Regions from separate parts of the Mus musculus genome. Here region 2 is linked to region 1. A link is a contact called in public promoter capture Hi-C data. All regions are on one chromosome and are shown on one strand. The core of a region is the stretch at or near the end of the contact, and the rest is flanking DNA. Distances in the headings are between cores, read along the strand shown.

Region 1 (3,605 bases), core at 528-3,027:
AGGAGGATAATATCTATCAAGCACTTATTTAGTGACAGCCATTCTTCTATGAATGATCTACTGCTTACTTAATTGCCATCGCAAACCTAAGCGCTCTCCCCATTTCAGAAATGCAGACAGTAAGTCCCACCTGGTCACGATGGCCTGCAGAGGCTTATGGAACTCGGTTGTGTCATGCCCAGGATTTGAGTCAAGGCCACCGGCCTCCAGCACTTGCTGTACGGCCCACTGTCAGTGGTTCTGTCCTGTCCTGTCCTCCTGTTCTGTCAGCATCCTTTGCTTGTCTGCTAATTACATCACTTCGTTCAGTCTTCTGGTATTGGTCTGAAGTTGGCCTTTGGAATACCATTTAGAGATGATCATAAAAAGAATGACCACAGGTGGCTAGCACTGTCTCTTCCCCTTCCCCCCCTTTCCACATCCTGGACATTTGTGTAACTATGCATCTCCTGTGAGTGGAATTCAGCTTGTCTCCTGGCTATGGATCGGTGTCCAGGGGGACCCACGTTATCCTCTTTCTGTGAAGCTCAGCTATGCGCAGTAGGCAGGCTGAAGGGTGCATCTCAGAGGGACTGTGGCTCTGGTTTCTTCTCCCCAAGTTCCACACCTGCTTGGAAGCACAATGTGAAACATCCAAAGACCCTTGGACCATGGCGGGCTCTTCACAGGTGTCACTTCTGGAAGTGTCCCCTTCCGTCCCCCTCCCTGGTCTTGTCCTTAGTTATAGAAGATGCACTGCTCATCAGCCTTGTGCCCGCAGTGCTGAGCATTAGCGGATATGCCCTGAAATTCATTTGCATCATCTGTCCCAGACAGGCACCCCCATCACTGGCTGGTTGGGATGCTGGGTGGCCCATTAGGGCCTGGAGTGGGGCCAGAGGGCCAGACATTACAGCTCACTTCCACGTCATAGAGTTGTGTGAAGCTCCTAATGAGGCCAGGGACTGGTCTCCCTCTTGTTTGCCTATTTTCCTGTTAGAGAGCTGTGTGAAGTACTCTCTAATAGCCAGTGACTCAGGGGGTTGGCATTCTCACAGTCTTGGTGGCCTGGAGGCAGCGTTCCTTCCTTGCTCTTAAAATAACCAGGTTTGGTGGGAGCCTCGAAGAGTTTGCTCCGTTTCTTAAAGTTGTACAACCTCGTCCCATCCCTTCAGCTGTGCTTTGAAGGTGTCACAGGAACTCACCCTATCAGTTTAGTCTTGTGCTTTGCCGTATTAGTCTCTAGAACTGTGTGGGTAGGGCAGGGTTCAGTGCTGTCACAGAAGGGCATGTGCTTCCTTATCGTGAATGGAGAACCCAGGGGACAGATGCCCATTTCAGGCTCTGTGGTGGGTGCTTGGGCTCTGCAAGATGGCACGTGTGCCTGCCTTCTAGGACCCAGCCAGTGACTGGGGCACAGATGGGGGATTCACACGGGAGGGCACACATGGGGGAAGTTGGGATGGGATTGCTGAGTGGTTGAATTTGCTTTTATGAGTGTTATATGGAGGGTCTAGTGGCAGAATGTGTGTGTGTGTTCTGACATTTGCATGTAATGTCACCATCCCTGTCTCACGGGGAAGTGACTGGAGAGTGAGGGCCTGGGAGAGGGCCACCTGGGCTCAAGGTTCTGTCTTTGGGTAATCTGCGGGCTTTTGACTAAGGCACTGTCTTCATGCTGGCCTTGTGTCCTCAGACAAGGAGCTGGGCAAGACTCGGTGCTCTGGGCCACATGAGTAAGTGGATACGGGAGGCAAAACTGTTGTGTTCGGTGCTGGCCTGACTACAGTAAAGCTGGATAAGGCTTTGGATTTCCCCTGGAAGTGAGACAGAGCCATTCTCCTTTGAGGGGTGGAGAAAGGCATAGCTTTCTCCAGTCATTGGTCCCCCGGGCCCATCCACAACATTTTCTGCTGACCTGAACTCCCGAAAGGTTTCATATGTCCTGAGTCTGGCAGCCTGAGTCTAAGTCTGGCCCTGTGGCATGTGAAACTTATAGGGTCTAAACTTGGCTTAATCCCCAGGCCCTGCTCTGGCTCTCAGCTATAGAATGTTGCTCTGCTGCACAAACCCCAGGTTATTGACCTGAAGTCCATTCGCCCCAGAACATTCTCCTTTTATAAAGACCTCAGAGCTTTTTTTTTTTTTTTTTTTTTTTTTTTGATGATGGAAGCTGTTTGTGTTCCTGGAAGCTAAACTGCTTGGTCATGAGGGTGTGGGATTAATGGATTGGTGTCCTGTTTCCTGGCCTTCATCCTGAGTGGAAGGGCTTTAGCTCTGGCCTTGGTCTTCTTGTCTCTCCACACATGTGTATTTCAGTGGCTGCTTCTGTGGGTAGGCCACCGGTATGTGCCTGGGACGAATCCCTTATGCCCCCTTTGTTTTCTTCCAGTGGACAGAGGGCTCTCATTGCCACATTTAACTCAGTGGACATAAGCCTTGCTGTAGTTCCCCCATACTGCCAAGCCCAGCTGAGACCTGGGCTCCCCGCTCCATTTCGCTGCTGGCCCTGGGTGCTGACATCAGCAGTTCCAAGTGGGCTGTGGTTCTCGGCAGCCTTGCTATGTATGCTACCCCTCTGGGAGTTAGGGTTAGTGACTTCACGTGTTGCTCTAGCAACCCCATAACTGTTTCATCTGCAATCTCTAGTAGTCCTGTAGGTTGTTGGAAGTGACCAGCTGGTTGGCACCCCACTGATAACCCTCACCCCCAGCCTGTTATTCTATCTGGGCCCCACCCCACGCCCTCTTCAGTGCCTGTCTGAAGTGGTGGATGCAAAAGACAACTTAATAAAGACTAAAATTTTAGAAATTTGGAGCTATACCTAGCAGAGTACTTTCAACCCCGTGTTATTAAGGGAGGCAAAAGATGCCAGGTGAAGTGGTATGCCCATGGGGGTGCTGGTCTATATGCTTGCCTTCATCTCTGAGATGTTCATATAGGTTTACAGATATAGCTCTGTGGCAAAGAAGTCACCTAGCATATATGTGGTCCTAGGATTGAAGTGTGTGTGTGTGTGTATGTATGTATGTATATGGTGTGTATATATATATGTGTATGTATGTATGTATATATATATATATATATATATATATATATATATATAAAAATGAGCAACACCAGCTTCCACCCAGCCTCCTGTTTACAAATAGTGTCTGTTCTGCTTTCCATAGACACCCCTTCTGTGTGAATGTGTGTATATCAGGGTGCTCAGGTGTTCTGGGGCCCTACAGCTTGAGTGAAATGCTGGCCCAGGTCTCTCTCTGCTGCTCAGGAAGCTAGGTCCTGACCTGCCTTTCTCTGCCAATCTCCCCAGCATTCCTTGGTGTGTTCCCCTTTCTGCCTTGGGCAGGAAAGGTTTTCTTTTCTCTTTTGGGGGACTTGGGGGACTTCCGAGAAAGACTGAACTCTCTGGTACTTCTGATGCCTGGCCCATACATTTTCTTCCTTCCTCTGGTCTCACTTGAGCATCTGTCATGTAGCAGATGCTATGCTGGACATCAGGGGCATGAGGGTAAGCAGAGCAGTGTACCGTCCTGGTACAGCCCCTACCCGAGCCACATCTTCAGGCACAGGTCTTAAAATGCACGGGCCTGCGATGGTGTGGTCACTGACAAAATGACACC
Region 2 (3,605 bases), core at 481-2,980, 400 kb before region 1:
TCAGTACTCTTCTCAGACCCTTCTGTCCTAGAGTAACCTCTGTGTGATCCACAATAGACCTGGGCTCACCCAGAACTCCCTGAAGGTTCAATGGTGATGGTGGTTTGGTTTTGTGCAGTTCTAGGAATGTACAGAGACACAGGCTGACCACTGAGGTCATGTGGGGATTAACACTTCATCAGGTACAGGAGCTGTAGCTCAGGGGCAGTGTGCTTGCCTAGCATGCTTGCAGCCCTGGTTCCAACCCCCAGGAACGCTAAAACAGAGAAAACACGTAAATAACATGTCTGCCAGGTAGCAAGCTATTCCAAGACAAGGAAGGAGACTTCTGTGTTTCGAAAAATCTGTTTTGAAACACAAAGAGAGACTGGGACTGTGGCTCAGTTAGTGTAGTGCTTATCTCTATCCGAGAAGTCCTGGGTTCAATTCCCAGCACCGTTTAAATGGGGCATGGTAATAGAGGCCTCTAATCCCAGTCCCTGGAGATAGTGGCAGGGGGACTCCAAGTTCAAAGTTACTCCTGGCTATATAGTGAAGAATGCAAGGCAGACTAGACTGGGCTACATGAGACTCTGTTTTAAAAAGGGAGGAAGAATCCTTCCAATACATAACTTTACTCAACTTTGCTTCAGCTTACATTATAAACGCTGGTGTTAGCATAGATACAGAAGCTCTTTCCTGTGTGGTGATGAATCATTACTCACAACCAAACCAAGTGAGGAAGCAGGGCCCCTTAATATTAATTACGGGATTCAGACAGAGGTAGTTAGAGAACTGTATAATGGTAACACCCAAAACTGGGTTGAGTACCCCAAATACTCAAAAGAAACAGACAATGCTAACCTGGGAGATTAGAAATGATTCTGCAACTAGTTCCCTGCTGCATGTGCAGCTGGAGGCCCCCACAAGTTGGAGGCTTGGTGGGAGACTGAGAAAGCATTTGCTATTCGTTTTCTAGGTCCAAGGCATTTCTTCCAGGATCCATGGGCTGGACTAGATGGAGCAAGTGCAGGCTTAAGAAGCACAGGTACTGTCCACACACTCCTGATCATCAAGATGGGGAGGGTATCCAGCTTGTTGGCTGGTCACTAGAACATCCAGTTCTCCTTCCATTTGTACCACTACTATCTAGGACTCACTGATCTTCAGTCACAGGAAAAGGTCATCTATAGCCAGTGGCCAGAGATAGCCTTTTATGCTTGCTGCACGACACAGTCAGGGCAGTATTCCAGGAATGCACAGACAGCCTGCTCAGCTTCTCTCACTTCCCCTCTCATAGCCCAGATCGAGGAAGATGGATTCACCCATCCTGTCAACAAAGACTGCCAGAATCTCCTGTAGTTGCAGGTATACAATTGTGAGTTGCTATTTAGGTTATGGAAGGGCTGTGGCATGCCAACAGATAATGTGTGGCTACATGGAGGTAGGCATGGGAAGGGGCAAATACACACACACACATATGCACACACACAAACGGAACACATACATAGACACGCACACACACATAAACACAAACATGCACAAAGGCTCACACACACACATACACACTCACACACATAAACACAAACACACACGTGCTCACATATACACACACATGCATGTACACACACTCATGCATACACAAACACACATAAACACACACATATATACCCTACTTCTGTACATGTGTAGTCCTGACTCAGGACCTTGGGACCTGCTGCTCATTCAGCATATGCCGCTTTCTGTTCTCCACAGACATCCTGCAGATGTCCCAGTGACCTGCCTGCCGCCTGCCTTCCCTGTCTTTGAGGTGGTGACAACTCCTGCCACCCCAACATTTTATGTCACAGCTTCCTCTTCAGCTGACTTGAAAGCTTTATTTTGTTCAAGGTCTACCGAGCAACCAAGAAAGAAGAGCTAGTGTTTCACGGGTACAGGGTGGAGTGTTCTGGGGATAGGTCAGTCATCGTTTCCCTTTTAGGGAGACTTGGATCGGTGTTAATGAACTACTCACAGGAACTGGCCAGAATCAGAGCCCTTGAATTTTATGCACTGGTCCAGGGAGGTCCTGAGAGAGTGGATGCAGAGTGCACTGCCTTTTTTCTGCCTTTGCTTGGAATCCCAGAGGAGCCAGATTCCAGGAAGGAAGTGGGGCAGGGAGGCAGCAGGGTATAACGAACAAACAGAAAAACAAAACAACAACAACAACAACAACAACCACCCTCAAACCTGGTCTGGCTCAGCGGGTAAGAGCACTGACTGCTTTTCTGAAAGCCCCAAGTTCAAATCCCAGCAACCACATGGTGGCTTACAACCACCCATAATGAGATCCGATGCCCTCTTCTGGTGCTTCTGAAGTCAGCTACAGTGTACTCAGTATAATAATAAATAAGTCTCTGGGCCAGAGCAAGCAGAGTTCCTAAAATTCAATTCCCAACAACCACATGAAGGTTCACAACCATCAGTAAATCCATCCATCCATCCATCCATCCATCCATCCATCCATCCATCCATCCATCCATCCATCTTCCAAAAAAAAAAAAAAGCCAAAACCAAAGGCATGGCCACAGAAACAATGTGTGCCTATTGCTATTAGTAACAAGGTACCTTCTTCCATTTGGGCTGTGTGCGGCTTCATGGTAGTTTACCCTGTGCTGCCTGTGTTCATTTCCACAGGGACCCCAGGATGGCAGGAAGACCTGCAGCCTTCTCACCTTCAGAACCAGAGCCAAGAACACAGAGCAAATGTCATGAATGGTCAGAGTCACACAGCCTGCAGGAGGCAAAGCTGGAATTCTAAGTGGCTGAGCCTTGAGGTCTCAAAGTTTGTGACCAATACACTGTGGTGGACCTGCCCCGGTTCCAGAGTCACTGGAAATATTCTCATAGCAAGCAGGAAGATCTCAGGGACAGCAGACGTAGTTCTAAATGGGCATGTCTTGCTAGAAGGCACAGCTGATGTGCCTTTTCCAGTAAGCATTACAAGAAGCCCATTTCCATGGTTGAAAAATGCAAAGGATTATTCTGAGCCATCCCGATGATAAAGAGGACAACAATTTGCCTTTAAAAAAAAAATGGAAGCTGGGCACAGTAGCACTCTTCTGTAGTCTCAGAACTTAAGATGGCTGAGGAAGAGGAGGACTTGGGAAGAGGAGTTCAAAGGCTGGCAGGGGAAAACACATCAAGACCTTGTTTCAGATCCACAACGTAAGCAAACCAGAAGGTGGTGGCAAACCTGGCGGCGACGCTTAGGACATCTAAATACTCAATTATTTCTACTTCAAACAGTGTAATTCGTACAAACTGGTAGAGCACAGAAGCAGAAGAACATTAAACACAGGATTTAATAATGGATATGTGCACACACATATACACTGTTGAAGAGCTTGTCGTCTGAAAGTTTCTATGAATTAAATATTTGTTCATTAACTACTCGAGTTCACTTGCAAGGCATGCCAGGCGCCAAGGGAGAGCACAGAAGTGCACAAGGCCTTCCACACAAAGACCAGGAAAGGAGATGTGCACATAGATAATGAGTAAGGCACAGACTTATGTCATAAAGATGCGTATCAGGAAGCCAAGAGCACTGCCAGCCAAGACCATGGCGTGGAAAGGCATGTGTAAAG

What was found. Capture Hi-C pulls out chosen DNA fragments and counts their contacts.
Region 2: a promoter capture Hi-C map of adipose tissue shows a contact between it and region 1. The contact joins two enhancer-like sites. A contact is called at or near these places in 3 of 115 datasets of contacts at active chromatin or transcription factors (embryonic midbrain, embryonic stem cells and pancreatic cancer cells) and 2 of 9 other capture datasets (adipose tissue and pancreatic islet).

The regions. Positions count from the first base shown.
Region 1 is chr7:67,739,248-67,742,852 of GRCm38.p6, reverse strand. All of the region lies in intron 2 of Synm (synemin, intermediate filament protein), which reads left to right. Among named protein-coding and RNA genes, the nearest start is that of Synm, 19 kb to the left of the region's middle. Within about 2 kb of position 1,777, at least 102 of the 459 cell types and tissues checked have an H3K27ac peak or open chromatin away from gene starts, as enhancers often do. A contact at or near this core is called in adipose tissue, where this site is marked.
Region 2 is chr7:68,142,641-68,146,245 of GRCm38.p6, reverse strand. All of the region lies in intron 2 of Igf1r (insulin-like growth factor I receptor), which reads right to left. It overlaps Gm51487 (a long non-coding RNA gene), which reads left to right. Exons shown (of 2, transcript XR_003946794.1): 2 at 1-3,605. Among named protein-coding and RNA genes, the nearest start is that of Gm51488, 7.2 kb to the right of the region's middle. Within about 2 kb of position 1,730, at least 37 of the 459 cell types and tissues checked have an H3K27ac peak or open chromatin away from gene starts, as enhancers often do. A contact at or near this core is called in adipose tissue, where this site is marked.